Linked DNA regions of Sus scrofa: all the other regions are linked to region 2. Evidence: chromatin contacts called from public HiChIP or PLAC-seq data. All regions are on one chromosome and are shown on one strand. The core of a region is the stretch at or near the end of the contact, and the rest is flanking DNA. Distances in the headings are between cores, read along the strand shown. Region 1 holds the start of KRCC1 (lysine rich coiled-coil 1). Region 2 holds the start of CHMP3 (charged multivesicular body protein 3). Region 3 holds the start of MRPL35 (39S ribosomal protein L35, mitochondrial).

Region 1 (2,823 bases), core at 148-2,647, 280 kb before region 2:
ACTTCATGTTACTTAGAGATACATACATATGTAGTAAAAATATAAAGAAAGACATGAAAATGAGAAATGCTGAATTCAGGATAGGATTTACTTCTGAGGGGAGGAGGAGTTCATTAGGCAGTAGGAAGAGGGTGTTTCAGGAAGAAGTAGCAGATACAATAAACTGAGTTATGTAATAGCAGGGTATTTACAAGAATCAATAAAAGTTTAATGTTGTTGAATCACAAAGTGAAAGGGTGGGGAAGTGAGAACACTAGGAAGATAATGAGATCAGGGAGGTGCACAGAAGCCCAGAAGTAGTATTCATGTGGGACTTTCTCCAACAGACAACTGGAGCCAGAAATGACTTCCACATAGAACCCTTTGGTAGACTGGAACGGTGAAATCAGGAAGAATGGTAAATTAGGTAGCTATTGCCATGGTTCTAACAAAAGATGATGGGAACCTGAAATTAGTCAGCGGTTGTATTACAGGAAAGGAGAGCTTACCCAAGAGAAACTTTTGCACAATGCACAGGGGACATGCCCATCAACAGGAAAAGGGGTGTAACACTGTATAGCAGTGAAATGAATAAATAACATTTATGTGCAACAGCTTGGATGAGTCTCAAAACATTGAGTGAAAGAAGCCCTGCTAGAGAAAGACATAAATCTTATAAAATTAAAAAACAATCTAAAAATTTTCCCCAAGCAGGAGTTCCCATCGTGGCTCAGTGGTTAATGAATCTGACTAGGAACCATGAGGTTTCAGGTTTGATCCCTGGCCCTGCTCAGTGGGTTAAGGATCTGGCATCGTTGCTGTGGCTGTAGTGTAGGCCAGCAGCTACAGCTGCTATTCGACCCCTAGCCTGGGAACCTCATATGCCGCGGGAGCGGCCCAAGAAATGGCAAAATGACCAAAAAAAGAAAAAAATTTCCCCAAGCATACATGTGATAAAGATATATACATATGTAAAGAAATGATGACTACAAACCAGGGTAGTGATTTCTTTGGGAGACAGGGAACAAGAGGATGAGATGAACGTGTGTATGTATATACACGTATACTGAGAGAGCCAAGGGAGAGAAAAAGGTCATTTATGCTGCAATGATGACAGCATATCACCACCAAAGATTTTGCTTAATCTACTGTGTATCAAAGACTCTTAACAAACTTTAAAAAGGTAAAGCAGGAAATCATGATTTTTCAGATATTCTGGAGGTAGAAACCGCAGATTTCCAAACTTTTTTCTTTGTTGGTTTTAGATTTCCCCCCGCCACCGCCCGAAGTGAGTAGCAGTGAGGAGAGCTTCGGCCAGGTTAAAACAGAGTCCCGGAAGAAGGGGACCGAGGGGGCGGAGCAAACAAGAAGGCGGGGCTAAAAAGGCTCTCTGAGAGTAGGGTGACTGCGCAAGCGCAGTGGCACGCCCCGCCGCCGCCATGGCGCGGGCGCTGTCCAGTCAGTCGCTGGTGGTGGTGGTGGCTACTTCCCTTCAGGAAGCCCGGTCTCCGCCCCCTCCTCCCACCCCGTCTGCTCCGCGGCGGAGGCGGCGGTGGCGGCAGCGGTTGTCCCTGCCTCTCCGCCACCTCCACCTCAGCCTATCCCCCGACCGGTGGCGTTGGCGGGGAGGGGGGCCGTAGTTGTAGACGGCCGCCCCTGCCTCAGAGAAGGTGAGTTCCCGCCCGGCAGCGGGAGCGGCCTCGGCCTTCAGCCGCTCGATCCCCCAGCCCGGTAGAGGCCGGGCGCGCCCAGAGAGTGCGAGATGGCCGACCCGGACAGGGCTACGCTCCCCTCCCCACTCGCAGCCCCGGGAAAGGGCCGCCGGGGCCCCAGCACGGAGCGCGGCGGGAGCGGGGACGCCTCCGCTGCCGGGAAGTTGAAGTTGGAGTGGGAGAGAGGCGGCCAGGTCGAGGCCGTGGATCTGGAGTGTCAGGGAGAGGGAAGGGGGTTGAGGAGGACACCCCGAGATCAAGGGGACAGAGACACGGAGAGAAAAGGCTCCAGACGTGGAAGGGCGTAGACCTGCGCTGGGCGAAATTCAGCATCCTACAAAGTAGAGCCCTCACGCGGAGGGAGAAGTGAAATTTGGCCACAGTAGGAAGTAAACACGGGAGCTTCAAGTTGCGGAGGCCCTGGAGGAAGGGAAGAGGGGGTGAGGTATTTGAGGGATTACTTTGCAGAGTTTTCCTTAGCTTTTGAGGATAACACCCTGTAAAACAAGCTTCTAAGATTTACGGGCCTATTGTAGTAGTCGTCTGAATTTAAATTTGTATCTACCAGAGTCAAAGATAATACAGCAGGACATCAGAGAGGCAAAAACAGCTTTTATTCAGTAACTGCAGTAGGGAAAGAGCTGAGCTCCATTCCGATTTGCGCAGAGGTGACGGGGTTTTAGAGGGAAAATGAAGGAAGGGGTTCAGTAGAGTCAGGAAAGCGCAAAATTACCTAGGTTTGGGCAGTGTCCGTGCACTTAGGCGAGCTGTGTCATCTTGTGGAAGTGAGGATTCACTTTTCCCACAGACTGGGAGACCCCAGGCCCTGCCTTTTCTGATAATTACACTTTAAAAGGATGGCTTTCAGATCTTTGAGAAAGACATTCCTGAGTTGTGGGGGGTACACATATATCTCAAAGGGACAGAGGAAGAATTAACAAACAATTGTAAACCCTTTTTAGTAACTACTCTAAAAAAGAGAGGTCAGGGCCTTATATTCAGGTGTTGGCTAGAACAAACAATAAATGCCTTTTGACAGCCCTGAGCTTTCCCAGCCTGAGCTCAAAATGGGACTGGGTCCGAATTTCCATTGTGGCTCAGCGGTAATGAACCCGACTGGGATCCATGAGGA
Region 2 (2,703 bases), core at 8-2,507:
CTGTTCGACATTTAGGTTGCTTCTATGTTAAAGTGTCCAATTTTTGATATTGCATATATGTGTGAAACCACCCCCACAAACAACATATTATCCATCACCCCCCAAATTTTCCTTATGTCTCTTTGTAATCCCTCTTTGCCACCTCTTGGGAAACCAACCCCTGTCTCCTAACAACCAATAATCTACTTTCTGCCATTATAGATTAGTTTGCATTTAGTAAAACGTCACATAAATGAAATCATACAGAATGTACACTTTTTTGGGGGGGCTTCTTTCACTCAGCAAAATTATTCTGAGATTCACCCATGCTGTTGCATGTATCAACAGTTTCTTTTTTTATTGTCAAGTAGTATTCCACTGTACGGATCTAGCACAATTATTTTATCCATTCTCCTGTTGAGATGGACATTTGGATTACTTCCATTTCTTGGCAATTACAAATAAGGATACTTGTATAAGTCTCTGTAAGGACGTGTTTCCCCCCCCTCTTGGATAAATAGCTGGCTGTGGAATGGCTTGAGATAAACGTTTATTATTTAAACAACTTGCTAAAATATTTTCAGAATGGTTGTATCATTTTCCATTCCCACCAGAGATGGGAGTTGGGGTTGAGGCACTAAATGAGTGGATGCTTCACCATCAGCAAAGGAAGTAATTGTTGGTTCAATCAGGCTGCCCAGTAAAATGCGACCAGTCCTTTTTCGTCACAGATTCCTTTGAGAATTTGATTAAGGTTATGGTCTGCGTGGATTGAAGGACCACACAAGCACACACACAAATGGCTGGTAGGAATCATCCACGTTGGAAATGGCGATGGCCTGCACAAAGCTGTGACATTTGGCATTAGAAGGCTGGAGTTAAAAAAAAAAAAAAAAGTTACAGTTGTTGGGACCTGGTAAGAGGTGGAGAAGAGATGATACCCAGGTTTAGTGACTTAGTGATGGCAGAGACAACATAGGGAAGGAGAAGGTCCGGCGGGAGGAAGAAGAGGTCACTGCTGCCTTGCTACAAGTAAGGTACCTACGGGACAGAAGGGTGAAGCTGTTCGGAAAGTGGTTGTAAAAGTACCTTGTTGGTAAAGATAAAGAATTCCGGCGCAACAATACAGCGCGAGCAACGCAGCTGTAATCACCAGGTGCAGTCAATAAAATCGCATCTTTCGGAGGAATCACCTCCCAGGCCTAAGAAAACACAGCTAACTCGTCACGTGGGTCAGCAAATCCCCTCCCAGCAAGTGCGCAATCGCGTCAATCTTTCAGCGTTGACTCCGCCGACCTAAATCTGCGCATGAGTTCGGCGCATGCGCACCAGGACCCCAGCGGCCGCTCCCGACTCCGGGCGTCCAGCCTCCTCTTCCCTAACCCGCCCCGCCCAGGCGGCTGCCCGTGACCTGCCTGGGCGCAGGGAACGGAGAGCCGGAAGGGGCAAGACGAGTTCAGTTCACCATGGGGCTGTTTGGTAAAACCCAAGAGAAGCCGCCCAAAGAGCTGGTAAGGGCTACGGCGGCGGCACTGAGTGGGTGGGTTTGTAAGGGCTCAGTGGAGTTGGTGGTGGACTGGACCTTCTTTCCCCGCGGCTGGCCAGGTACCGCTCGGCCCCCATTTCCGGGGCCTCCCACTCGGTCGAGGGGCCGGAGGAAGTCTCTTAGGAGCCAGTTGTGGCGAAAGAAAACCTCTGTACCACAGCGCTCCGCAGAGGAGCCGAGGGCTAGGTTAAGAGTTATGCAGGCTCGGCACGGGGCGCGGAGGCAGCAGCGCCGTCCTGGCCTCTGGAACCCCTTCCTCTGCCGGCGTTGGTACGTCCCTCCCGGAACCTATCCCGGGCGCAGGCCCCGCCCCCCTCAGTCCGCCCACGGGCATGGGCGTACCTGCCCGTAGCAGGTGAGCTGTCCTCGAGGACCCCCTTCCCGATCACGGAGCGGTATAGGCGCTTGCCGCCCTTTCCCCACACAGTGCGGCGTGTTGAGAGGTAGGCTCTGGTTCTCATTCCGCTTCCCAACAACGTTATGTTGACACCAACCGCACAGTCATAGCCCAGACCCCACTTCGAAGAGTGGTACCGAAGATAATAACTCTGGACCTGGCTTAGAGTTCTGAATCTGCCTGTCAGCTGAGATCACGTCGGGATACTGTGGAGCGGTTGAGAGTGCCCTGCAGAGGCAGTGTGCCTAACTTTGAATCCTGGTTCTCCACATAATCAGCTTTGTGATCTAAGGAAATTTCATCTCTGTGTGCCTCAGTCTTGGATATCAAGCAGGAATATAATAGTATCACTTCGGACTCACTGAAGGCGAAAGCATGATAAGTTTTAGCTACTGGTGCTAGTTAGGATAAATTATATATTCTACAACCCTCTAAAGTGCAGACCAACAGCATCAGCAGCATCAGCATCACCTGGCAGCTTGTTAAAAAAATCTTGGTTCCTGTCTAAGATCTATTGAATCATAACGTTAATTCTGACAAGAGCGCCAGTGGTAAATATTTATGTTAAAGTGTCAGAAGCTTTACAGTACCCAGGTTAGACTTATACATAATGGAAAAAAAGCCTAAAATCTTTGAAGAAGTGATCTCACTTGTTCAGCTCTGGCAGGCAGATTTTAAAAACCAATGTGGAGTTCCCTGGTTGCTCAGTGGGTTAAAGATAGGGCATTGTTGGTAGTGAGGCTTGGGTGACTGCTCTAGTACAGGTTTGATCTCTGGCCTC
Region 3 (2,870 bases), core at 214-2,713, 370 kb after region 2:
ATTCATTAACCACTGAGCCATGACAGCAACTCCTGAGGACAGTCCATTTTAAAGCAAAAAAAAAAAAAGTCATAAATTGCACATGAAGATGGGGATTAAGGACTTTATTAAATGACAAAAACTATAGAAATTAATTTTGGAGTTTGAAATCTTGAAGATGGAAAAGTTGCTAATGATATTGAGGCCCAACGCTGTGCCATACATGGCTGGAGGAGATGTTCATTGACATTGAGAGGTTTATGGCCAAGGTGTTAGAAAAGTCATCACACTGGCGTCAGCTAGCATGAGAGCAGTGGGCAGGGATGGGCTGGCAGGGCTGCCGTTTAATTGTTAAAATTACTAAAAAAAAAAAAAAGTGGGCGACTGCTCTTGAGGCTAAGTGATGGCAATGTGAAATATCAAGTATAATGTAATTACAAAATTATTCGGAAAAGCAGTAAACCTATACAAACATAAGTAATCATTTGATTTTAGATAATTTTATTTTTCTGTTTTTTGGACTTTTAGGGCTGCATTGGTGGCATATGGAGGTTCCCAGGCTAAGGGTCTAATGGGAGCTGTAGCTACCAGAGCCATACCAACGCCAGATCCCAGTCTGTGATCTACACCGCAGCTCACAGCAACGCCGGATCCTGAACCCACTGAGGCCAGGAATTGAACCCGCAACCTCATGGTTCCTAGTTGGATTCGTTTCCGCTGCGCCCCAACGGGAACTCCTTAGATAATTTTCAAAGTCACTTCTTTACAAATGGGATTCAGTAGCGTTGTCTACCGCTAGGGAGAACTACAATGAACTATCTAGTTAAGACTTGAAGTACCTTACACACGCAATAGATAAGTTATTTAGTTTCTATGATATTGTGATAAGATCATTACTAGTACTAATAGTATTGAATAGTGTTCAATATTTAACATATGTTTCCGTGATTACAGAATCGGTGGAATGCTTTGAACAGTGTTTCTGCACTGACTTCATCTCACAGATTGTGGCCAAAATTATCTTTTTAAAATACAAACTTGGTGGAGAAAGCAGTGTGGTTTAATATGGAAGGAGTAGAGACTGTGGAACCTGAAGAATCAGGGTCCCTATCCCTTCTCTGCTATTTATTAGATACATGAACAAATAATTTTGCACAAAGGTCTCCTCAGTGTTCTCTCACCCAGCCTCTCAAAAGCATGACTCCCTGAAGGACTGTCAAACAAAACAAACGCGGAAACCGAGACACTACCGTCGTTTACGTAACTTTGGGCAAATCCATTCCTTTCTACGAAATATCCAGCCGACGGAAAAGGCTGAGCCACTTTCCTGCTAGAATTCTCCGAAGAATCACACCTGCTCAGTTTTCGCAGGAACCGAAGCCCCAGTTTCCGACGTCCTCCAACCGGTTCAGTTCACCTAGTACCCTGGGCTTCCCGCTACAGACCAGAACCCGAAGCGCAACCCGGAAAGAGAAAGCGCCCTTTCCGTCCCGACAGAGCCCAGCCTCTCGGAGGGGCTTGGACAGGGGCAACAGGAGGTTGCGCATGCGCAGTGGCGGTGGCTGCCCTTCCGGTACGCAGGGCGCGGACAGGCGGCACGGACGCAAGCACGCTTGCGCGCGCGCACGGTCTCCCCTTCTCGCGCCGCCGCCGCCCCTGCTCTCACTTAGACCCGCAGCGCCGTCCGCCGCGCCGAGATGCTGCGGGCCTGTCATTTATCCGGCGTGACCTCCACCGCCCAGGTAAGGATCAGGGCGCCGGAAGAGAGTGTGTGGTGACGGGCAACCTACTGAAAGTGGGGGAGGCTTTGTCTCTGCCTAGGCCCGGGGACAAAGGCGTGTCTCAGGGCCGCCTTTATCGCGAGAGTGTCGGGTGGGCCCGTGAAGCAGTTAATTCGGGAGTTTGCCAGACTGGGATGACTTGAGGGTTATTGCTGAGCGGGATGGGGCATGAGGAGAAGGTGGCGGGGAGGCGGGCATAGGACGGGAGGCACGGCCTAGGGGACGTGCCATCCAATCAGCCCTGCGCTGCCCCAGTCTAGGACCAATCGAGGCTACTGGCGCTCGGGTCGCCGGTTGGGCGCGTGATAGGTTTCGCACAGTCGGTGGTTGAAGGTCGACAGGGAAAAACTACACTTCCCAGCAGGATACGCACAGCCTTGTCTTATTGCATCTTAGTAAGGCCGTTCTTGGACTGCTGGAGTCCGCGTTTTAGGGGTCAAGGTTGTAATTATCACGGAGGAGGGATTGCCCTTCTTTTTGTAGCTGAGAACACCTCTTGAGCTCTTCGTTCTCTGAACAAAAATGAAAGGTTGTAGTTTATGGAGCTCGAACTCTTGGTGCTCAAGGAAGGTTAGGCGACATGACCTTGTGCTCATTTCTGAGATTAGCCTGTGTCTCCAGGTGCTGGGACAACTTTGGCACACATTCAAGGAGGTTAGAAACCCAGTTCCTTTTATTTCTGCATGATTGTCAAAGTAATTTGCTAAAATTAAAAATAAAAAAGGTAAACCTATTCCCACTGCTCACAATTAAAGAAAATTGGTATTTTGGCAAAATGTGATGTTGCAAAACAGGTACTGTGACTCATGCAATTGAGCAAAATCCCTAGACATAGTGAGTTAGAAATCATAAAAATCAAACTTAATTTTTTCTTTCAAGTTTTCTTATTTCCCTTTCATTTTAAGGGTAAGAGAAGCAGCCTCTTCCATAGGAAAGTGGGGTGTGTGTTGGTTTTCTATTGCTATATAACAAATGCCACATATTGAGCAGCTTAAAACAAAACCGTTTCTGGACATGAATGGGGTTCTCTGCTATGGTATTGTCCCCACTGTGGTTCTCATTTGGAGCTAAGGGTTCTCTTCCAAGCTCTTGTAGTTTGTTGGCAGAATT

Evidence for each region. HiChIP or PLAC-seq counts read pairs in DNA pulled down with a chosen protein or histone mark.
Region 1: a contact with region 2 is called in an H3K27ac HiChIP or PLAC-seq map of alveolar macrophages. The contact joins the promoter of KRCC1 here to the promoter of CHMP3 in region 2. A contact is called at or near these places in 2 of 2 datasets of contacts at active chromatin or transcription factors (alveolar macrophages and skeletal muscle).
Region 3: a contact with region 2 is called in an H3K27ac HiChIP or PLAC-seq map of alveolar macrophages. The contact joins the promoter of MRPL35 here to the promoter of CHMP3 in region 2. A contact is called at or near these places in 1 of 5 promoter capture datasets (liver) and 1 of 2 datasets of contacts at active chromatin or transcription factors (alveolar macrophages).

What each region holds. Positions count from the first base shown.
Region 1 is chr3:57,926,866-57,929,688 of Sscrofa11.1, forward strand. It overlaps KRCC1 (lysine rich coiled-coil 1), which reads left to right and starts at 1,398. Exons shown (of 4, transcript NM_001243946.1): 1 at 1,398-1,649.
Region 2 is chr3:58,205,664-58,208,366 of Sscrofa11.1, forward strand. It overlaps CHMP3 (charged multivesicular body protein 3), which reads left to right and starts at 1,258. Exons shown (of 6, transcript XM_003354734.4): 1 at 1,258-1,490. The coding sequence starts at 1,446.
Region 3 is chr3:58,573,647-58,576,516 of Sscrofa11.1, forward strand. It overlaps MRPL35 (39S ribosomal protein L35, mitochondrial), which reads right to left and starts at 1,464. Exons shown (of 5, transcript XM_003124936.4): 1 at 1,334-1,464. It overlaps IMMT (MICOS complex subunit MIC60), which reads left to right and starts at 1,529. Exons shown (of 13, transcript XM_021087287.1): 1 at 1,529-1,721. The coding sequence starts at 1,677.